2 separate regions of the Mus musculus genome follow, and region 2 is linked to region 1. A link is a contact called in public HiChIP or PLAC-seq data. All regions are on one chromosome and are shown on one strand. The core of a region is the stretch at or near the end of the contact, and the rest is flanking DNA. Distances in the headings are between cores, read along the strand shown.

What was found. HiChIP or PLAC-seq counts read pairs in DNA pulled down with a chosen protein or histone mark.
Region 2: an H3K27ac HiChIP or PLAC-seq map of extraembryonic endoderm stem cells shows a contact between it and region 1. The contact joins the enhancer-like site here to the promoter of Uhmk1 in region 1. A contact is called at or near these places in 2 of 39 promoter capture datasets (embryonic stem cells and liver) and 5 of 115 datasets of contacts at active chromatin or transcription factors (bone marrow-derived macrophages, embryonic stem cells, extraembryonic endoderm stem cells and 1 more).

The regions. Positions count from the first base shown.
Region 1 is chr1:170,213,469-170,217,404 of GRCm38.p6, reverse strand. Uhmk1 (U2AF homology motif (UHM) kinase 1) reads left to right here and starts at 1,998. Exons shown (of 8, transcript NM_010633.4): 1 at 1,998-2,432. The coding sequence starts at 2,165.
Region 2 is chr1:170,483,211-170,487,146 of GRCm38.p6, reverse strand. All of the region lies in intron 2 of Nos1ap (nitric oxide synthase 1 (neuronal) adaptor protein), which reads left to right. Among named protein-coding and RNA genes, the nearest start is that of Gm46171, 56 kb to the left of the region's middle. Within about 2 kb of position 1,921, at least 17 of the 459 cell types and tissues checked have an H3K27ac peak or open chromatin away from gene starts, as enhancers often do. A contact at or near this core is called in extraembryonic endoderm stem cells, where this site is marked.

The DNA of each region.
Region 1 (3,936 bases), core at 749-3,248:
GCCAACTTTAGTTCTGGCTACTTCCTTCTGAAATTGGAGCATGGTGGATGCTAAGGTCAAGCCCCACTCCCTCTTCATCTCATGTCATTTGGTCAGTTAGTGGTCCTCGGGTTATGAGCTGTTATTTGTATTCAGTCATGATGAGGTTATCTGTGTGAATCTGAGTGGTTTGTGAATGGTGATTTGTATGGCCACTTGCGTTAACACAAGTTAACAAGTAGACTAACAAGAGGACTATGGATATAAGAACTAAAATGAACTGGTAGATTGTCAGGGGCTGAAGGAAAGAGGAGTTGGCAGCTTGTTTAATTAGAAGAGAGATTAGTTTCTACAAGATGTATGGAACAAGTTCCTCAGATGTTTGTTGATAATGTTTGCACAAGGTCAAAATATTTTATATTACCTATACACTTAAAAATGACTAATGTGGTAAATGCTACACTGTGCATATTTATATGCATAAAAGCTCTTGTGTTTTTAAAACATTAAGATTCTTTAATCAAATAGGCACCCTGCCCCCCCCCAGTAAGAAGTCTGGAGGATGGTTTTAGGAAGCACAATGGATTTCTACCAAGCTGTCAAGGATCCAGAAACCTTTTGCATTTCTTCTGGGTCATGAATGATCTAGACTTGCGTTTATTTGTCCCTATACACCCAGTTTCCTCTTCTTCCATTAGTTATGAATTTTATGTGAATTTTCTAGCTTGTCTGGAGCTAGCTTGGGTCATATGACTAGGTAAGCACTAGCTAATGGGATACGACCAGAAAACTCAGTACCATTTTGGCTATTTTTGTGCTTCTTTGGTCTCTTTCCCCATTCTCAAAACCATGAAATGCTGAAAGACAAGGCAAACACATAGGTCACAAAGATAAAAGTCCACTGAGATTGGCAGAACCCTGCATTATTAATTGTAGAAGGGAATGCTTCCATATCTAAGACAACATACTTTGGGCTTTTTGGCACAATAGATCACATCCAATTAATATATTAATATGTTGCTTTTATTCTCTCAGTTGCTTCATAAACAGGATGACTAATCTGTCTTTATTTTTTGTTTTGCTTTTTAAGATTTATTTATTTCTATATACACTGAAATTCTGCCTGCATGTTTGTGTAAGAGTGCCAGATGCTCTGGGACTTGAGTTATAGACACTCGTGAGTTGCCATGTGGATGCTGGGAATTGAACCCTGATCTGGAAGAGCAGTCAGTGCTCTTAGCTGCTAAGCCATTTCTCTAGCCCCAACTAATCTGTCTTTAGCTTTACGCTTATTTTCTTAAGCAGGAGATAGGAAGTAACAGGGAAGAAAACACAACATCTAAGTGAGTCAAGTTAGATCTTCCAATAAATCCTTGTTAGTTATGCAGGAAGGTCTTATTGACTAGAGAGAGGGCGTGGTCACAGCCACTTCTGAGAGAGGCCAGGTATTTCTTTTGTGTATATTACTGTTCCAAAGAAAATCGGAGTTATATTAGAAAGGGAGGTGGTAATGATGGATATCAGGAAGATGTGAAAGCACGTAGCTTTCAGCTTGAAACAATAGGTAATAGAAAATAAGATAGCTGCACAAGAGACAAACAGTTCAGTGGCTATGAGGAAATACTGATCTTCCCCAGGACAGGACTTTGGTTCCCATCACCCAAACCCGGCAGCTCACAATCTCCTGTAACTTCAGCACCAAAAGATATTACACCTTCTTCTGACTTCTGCACACATGAGGAACAAATACACAAATATATAAATACAAATATAATAACTCTTTAAAGATAAATAAAACAAAAAAATCAATAATCATATATTTTGCTGGAGCCAGGGCCTTCCTTGCGCATTCAAGGCAAGCACTTTACTACTGTGCTACACCCCATCTCTAATAATTAAGTTTAATATCTCAGTTGTTTTGTGCTAAACAATTTTCCCCCTGGAGGCCCCGCCCCTCTTAGGCCCGCCTCCTTCAGCCTCTAGGATTGGCTTTCCCCCACTTCCGGCTGGGTCCGAGTGCACTCCGGCTTCCGGTGTCATGGCGGCCTGAGGTCCGGGGAGTCGGTCGGAGCGCTGCAGGCCCCTCCCTGCGGAGCGGCGGGTCCGGGCGGGGATGTGACGGCGGGCGCCGCGGGCCTGCCTGGCGCGTCGTGTCGGCTCGCGTGTCCTCGGCCCAGCCCGCACCATGGCGGGGTCCGGCTGCGCGTGGGGCGCCGAGCCGCCGCGCTTCCTGGAGGCCTTCGGGCGGCTGTGGCAGGTCCAGAGCCGCCTGGGCAGCGGCTCGTCGGCCTCGGTGTACCGGGTGCGGTGCTGCGGTACCCCGGGCTCGCCCCCCGGCGCCCTCAAGCAGTTCCTGCCTCCGGGAACCACCGGGGCTGCGGCCTCGGCCGCGGAGTATGGTTTCCGCAAAGAGAGGGCGGCGCTGGAGCAGTTGCAGGGTCACAGGAACATCGGTAATTGTGGCTGTCCCCCATGTCCTGCCCATGTCCCGGCTCAAGCATAAGCGTCCTCCGCCTGGCCCCCGGTCTTTGGTCCTGTAGGTGGGAGGAGAGGATCGGGCCTCACTAGTTGTCACGCGATGCAGGTCCCTTTTCAGTCCACCTTTCCTTTGCAGCTGTCTGAGGTATACGGTGGAAGTGATTATTACATAGCAAATGCTTAGTAAAGTCCAGTTTGCTTAGGTTTTCATCCGGTAGTTAGAAAGTGAAAGGCATGAGTTTGCCAGGTTGTCATGTCTTGAGTGGAAAATTTTGCATCTTTTCCAAATGGAAAATATTCTAGGGCATCCAGTGCCATCATTGACATCAAATGACATACTACTGAGAACGGAAAAAAAAATACATATTTCGTGTGAATTTGGGAGAGGGAACCCAGTGTTACCTAGAAGTTAATGGAAGTGTGATATTTAAGAGCACAGCGTTTGCTTCAGTAAGACTTTCATGACTCAGAGATTTAGAATGTAAGCTTGTTTGGGCCACAGATATATGGAAGCAGTCCTCGTTGCTAATCCACGTACAGGCAGAGAGCTTGTAAGCGGTTATAACTTTGGTTAGTAAAGAAGCGTCATAGATCTTGGCAAATAGAACCCATGTGTAGCTTGAAGAAAGTGTTTGTTTATTTATTTATTTATTTATTTATTTATTTATAATACTACATTGATAGAATGTCCTAATGCTAGTGTGTTTTTCTTTTTTTTCCTTAATCTTACTAAGCGGTATATCACTATAGCTTTGGTGTTTGACAGGAACATTTTTTGCATGCCTCAGTACTTGTTGAATCTCTTGCGTGATTACATTAGAATGTTATTTGTAATTGATGTATATAATATGTGTGTGTGTATATATATATATATATACACGTATATATATGTGTGTGTGTGTGTATACATATGTCTATGTATATACACATATATGTATGTGTGTATATATATATATACACACACATGTACACACACACACATATATATATACATATATATATATATATGTATATATATATATATGAGCATAGAATGCTGTTTTGGATCAGGCAACCTTCAATTTGCTCTTAAGGGTTACTTAATATCATAGGTTTTTAAAGTAATTTTATCTTAAGACCTTAAGGGCATATTCACCCACCACTGAGTGTTGAGTTCTTGGTGAAACACAGGTTGAATAATTGTGCCATATATCGCCATACTTTATTTTATTTAACCCGGCTGTCCAAAGATAATGCTCGCTCCCTGGAAGAATAGTGGAAGTTTCTTGCTTATCATTGTCATTTTTATCCGTGGGGTGGGGTTGTGTGGGTGTGTCTCAGTGGTTAGAGAGCCTTTGCTGTTCTTGCAGAGGCCCGGAGCTCAGTTCCCAGTGTTTCCAGGGATTTGGGTGCCTACTGCCTTGGTGGCCAAATGACACTGGGGTAACGCTCGAGGAATTTTTCATTAGACTTTAAAAGAAAAACCCCAGGGCAGGCAAG
Region 2 (3,936 bases), core at 672-3,171, 270 kb before region 1:
TACCATGTCATATAGCCTAAGAGCACGCTGGCTGGCTATTGAATCTTTGGGCAAAGTGAACAAAGGAAATTTGTACATAGGCTCCATGTGTGGTGATGTTATAGACTAGCTTGGAAATATAGTAAATTTTACTGAATTATCCCAGTATGACCAACAGTTCTATTTCCCTTTTTGAGGTATTTTTGCTTTTGTTTTTCTTCCTTTCTTTCTTTCTTCCTTTCTTTCTTTCTTCCTTCCTTCCTTCCTTCCTTCCTTCCTTCCTTCCTTCCTTCCTTCCTTCCTTCCTTCCTTCCTTCCTTCCTTCCTTCCTTTCTTTCTTTCTTTCTTTCTTTCTTTCTTTCTTTCTTTCTTTCTTTCTTTCTTTCTCTCATTCCTCCTTCCTTCCTTTTTCTTTTTTTTTTTTGAGATAAGTTCTACTCAGTAGCCCAGGGTATCCTAGAAGTCACTATGTAGTCTAGGTTAACCTTAGCTTCTCATATTCCGAGATTATGAGTTTAAACCATTATGCCTGACTTTAGTTTTTATTTTCAAGTTATTTTTGGTTGATATTAAGATTAGCATTTTCTGAAAACATACAGCGCTTGCATTTGTATATGAATCAGGATACTTCTATCTTTCTGTTAGAAGGTCTGAGAGTGGTCTTTTGCGGTGGGGATGGAGCTGAGTAGTAGGATGAACACCCGCATCCCCGGGAGTCTGAGGCTGATGACTAGCACTGCTGCAAACAAAAGCTCCACACAAACCGACAGCTAAAGGATGGTCTTTTTCATGCTGAGCATTTCGGCTATTAATAACTACCTGGTAATTATCACTTGAAACCGGCGTTATAAAAAACCCCAAATGAAATGCTTATCTAAGCTGGCTTCATCAGAAACACGGAAAGCATTTAAAATTCTTATCTACTAATGATTTATTTGAGAGGAAATGGCATTTTTATTAGTTATATGCTAATTCTTTTCTTTCTTTTCTTTTTTCTTTTTTTCTGAGACAGGGTTTCATGTAGCCTAGGCTAGCCTCAAAATATGGAGTCAACATGTCTTGAACTCTTAATCTTTTCGCTTCTGCCTTTCAGATACTAGAATTAAAGGCATGCACTGCTATGCCTGGCTTTGGTGTACTAATTCATTAAAGCAATAACATCTTAAAACATGTATTTGTTTGAATACGTGTGTGCAAGCAGGGAGGTCAGGGGACGTCTCATGGGAGTGGTTCTCTCCTTCTGCCATGTGGGTCTCAGGAATTGAACTCAGGTTATTAGGCTTTGGTTTTGATCCCAGATCTGGGGAGGAAGAAACAGGTTTCTTGGGGCTCCCTTGCTAGCCAGTCTGGCCTAATGGGCAAGCCCCCAGATCCTGGATAGCTGGTAAGGAACAGCATTTGAGCAATTATAGCTAAGGTTGACTTCTTTCCATACATATGTACATCCCCCTGTGCACACATATGTATACATGTACACACACAAACATGCATAATAATGGTGATGGTGATGATGACGATGAAAGACAGTCCTGCTCTGAGGCTCTTCCTACACTCCCCCTATGCTCTGTCAGCTCTCCTCCTGGGCACTGTGTCTTCCTGGCTTTTCTTTGAGCGTTCTTTTCAGAATAGGGAGGCATCTTTGTTGCTTGAAAGCATCTCAACATTGCAAAGCTTTGTGAGGGGAACCACTTAGCTCTTTTCTTCCTTGTTCCTTCTCTATCCCTGTAGAGCTGAGAGGAAAGGCAGCAGACTGGGAGGTGTAGTGGGAGAGCCCTGTATCCTCTCGGGACTGTTGGTTTGTATTCTTTGATTTACTGGGTTGCTTGAGAAATCTGTGTTTGGTCTGGCAGAGAAGATAACGGATTCCAGAAATTCTTGCTGCCTTCTTCCAGATAGCTGGATACACCCCCCCCCCCCTGCTCTGTTTGCCCTGTTAAGAGGCTTCAGGGCAGGAGAGAGCTCGGCTCAGATTGATCCCGAAATTGACCTCTTTGGGTTTGGCATCTGCTCTTGATCCTTCTGATCAAGATTTATTGGCCAATTAATTTTAATAATGGTGATAATAATTATTGTCACTGCAATGGCACCGTTCACTTAGCCTTGGCATTATTCTGCTCATCCAGAATTAGATAATACAAGCTACCACATCTGCGTCGATTCCGGCTTGTGGTTTTGGCTCAGCTAATAGATTTTATGTTAGCGCTTCTCAGAGATAGGAAGAGGCGATTGATCTCTGGAAGGGAATTGTTGGAGGTGTCTGAACGGTGGCTGTGTCTTTGAACTGATACTGTAGCCCAGTGGTACATAGACTGTGTGTTTTCATGTGTGAGACACACACACAGACGGACAGACACACACAAACACACACACACACACACACACACACACAGGCAGACAGTGAAACATACACATACATACATGCATGCACATGCACGTGCACACACACACACAGTGACTGTAAATGTGGTGTAAGTTTACTACCATTGTCAGGCTCATCTGGGAGTTTGCTATATCCAGAGTCTTGGCCCTACAGAGGACCCTGGAGCTTGGGCTTAACAAGATGTATTGTGACAAGTCCTTCAAGGGCTTCCGATGGTCGCTTGTTACATTGTCTAAGATATCAACTTGGATTCTTCCCACATTTTTGTTTGTTCTTGTTTTTGACATTTTTACATTACATTGTTTTTACATTACAAAAGTGTAATGCTCAGGCTATGTAGCTCAGGCTAGCCCCACACTTGTGATCCTCCTTTCACTCTCCCAAGTACGGGGTGGGGGGAGGGAGGTGGAGGGGAAGGTTTGGGATTTGTGAAATGCCGGTATGAAAGTTAAAAATCTCTTAAAAACTACTGTGTGTGCAACACATGCTGTGGTGCATGTGTGGAGGTCAGAGGACGACTTCTCGGAGTCCATTCTTTCCTTCCACCGTGTGGGTCCCGGGGACTGAAGTTAGACTGTCAGACTTTGGGGCAAGCACCTTTACACCCGACCCAGCTCACCCAGTCCAGGTAATTGCTACTATTAAGATGAATCTGTTGCACGGGGAAGGTCTTAGAGTTAAGCAAAGAGCAGCTGAATGGCCGAAACCCCCTAAGCCAACAGCCATTCCCAGAGGGACAGACCATCGGAAGGCAGCTGTGGCCCAGAGACGCAGTGCCATAGGCCAGTGGCAGGGTGTAGCCTTGCTGGGGTGGGCAGTGGCAGGGTGTAGCCTTGCTGGGGTGGGCAGTGGCAGGGTGTAGCCTTGCTGGGGTGGGCAGTGGCAGGGTGTAGCCTTGCTGGGGTGGGCAGTGGCAGGGTGTAGCCTTGCTGGGGTGGGCAGTGGCAGGGTGTAGCCTTGCTGGGGTGGGCAGTGGCAGGGTGTAGCCTTGCTGGGGTGGGCAGTGGCAGGGTGTAGCCTTGCTGGGGTGGGCAGTGGCAGGGTGTAGCCTTGCTGGGGTGGGCAGTGGCAGGGTGTAGCCTTGCTGGGGTGGGCAGTGGCAGGGTGTAGCCTTGCTGGGGTGGGCAGTGGCAGGGTGTAGCCTTGCTGGGGTGGGCAGTGGCAGGGTGTAGCCTTGCTGTGGGGGTGAAAGCAGACTTCAGGGCTTTTTCTATCCCTGGGTGGTTTTGCATTTGCTGTGTTTGATTTTTAAGCCTCTTGCTCAGCACAAGTTCTGATGTACTTCTGGAGGCTAGCAAGCAGAGTCTGCCAGTCTGCAGCAGAGCTTCTGAAGTTAGCTGGTCTGGTTTCTCTACCTTCTAACCTACCACTTACGAATATCAAGGAAGTGTCAGCGAGTGAGGAATCAGCTAGTAACAGCTGATGACATTGCTATGTTGAGAGAGTTCAACTTGACCTTTGGAAAACACTCAGTATTTTAATCATAGCACTATTTAATATTTATTTCCTTATAAACAGGTAGCGGGGGCTGGCCTTGAAGCCCTGCTGATCTGTCTCCACTCTTAGGTGCTGGATCG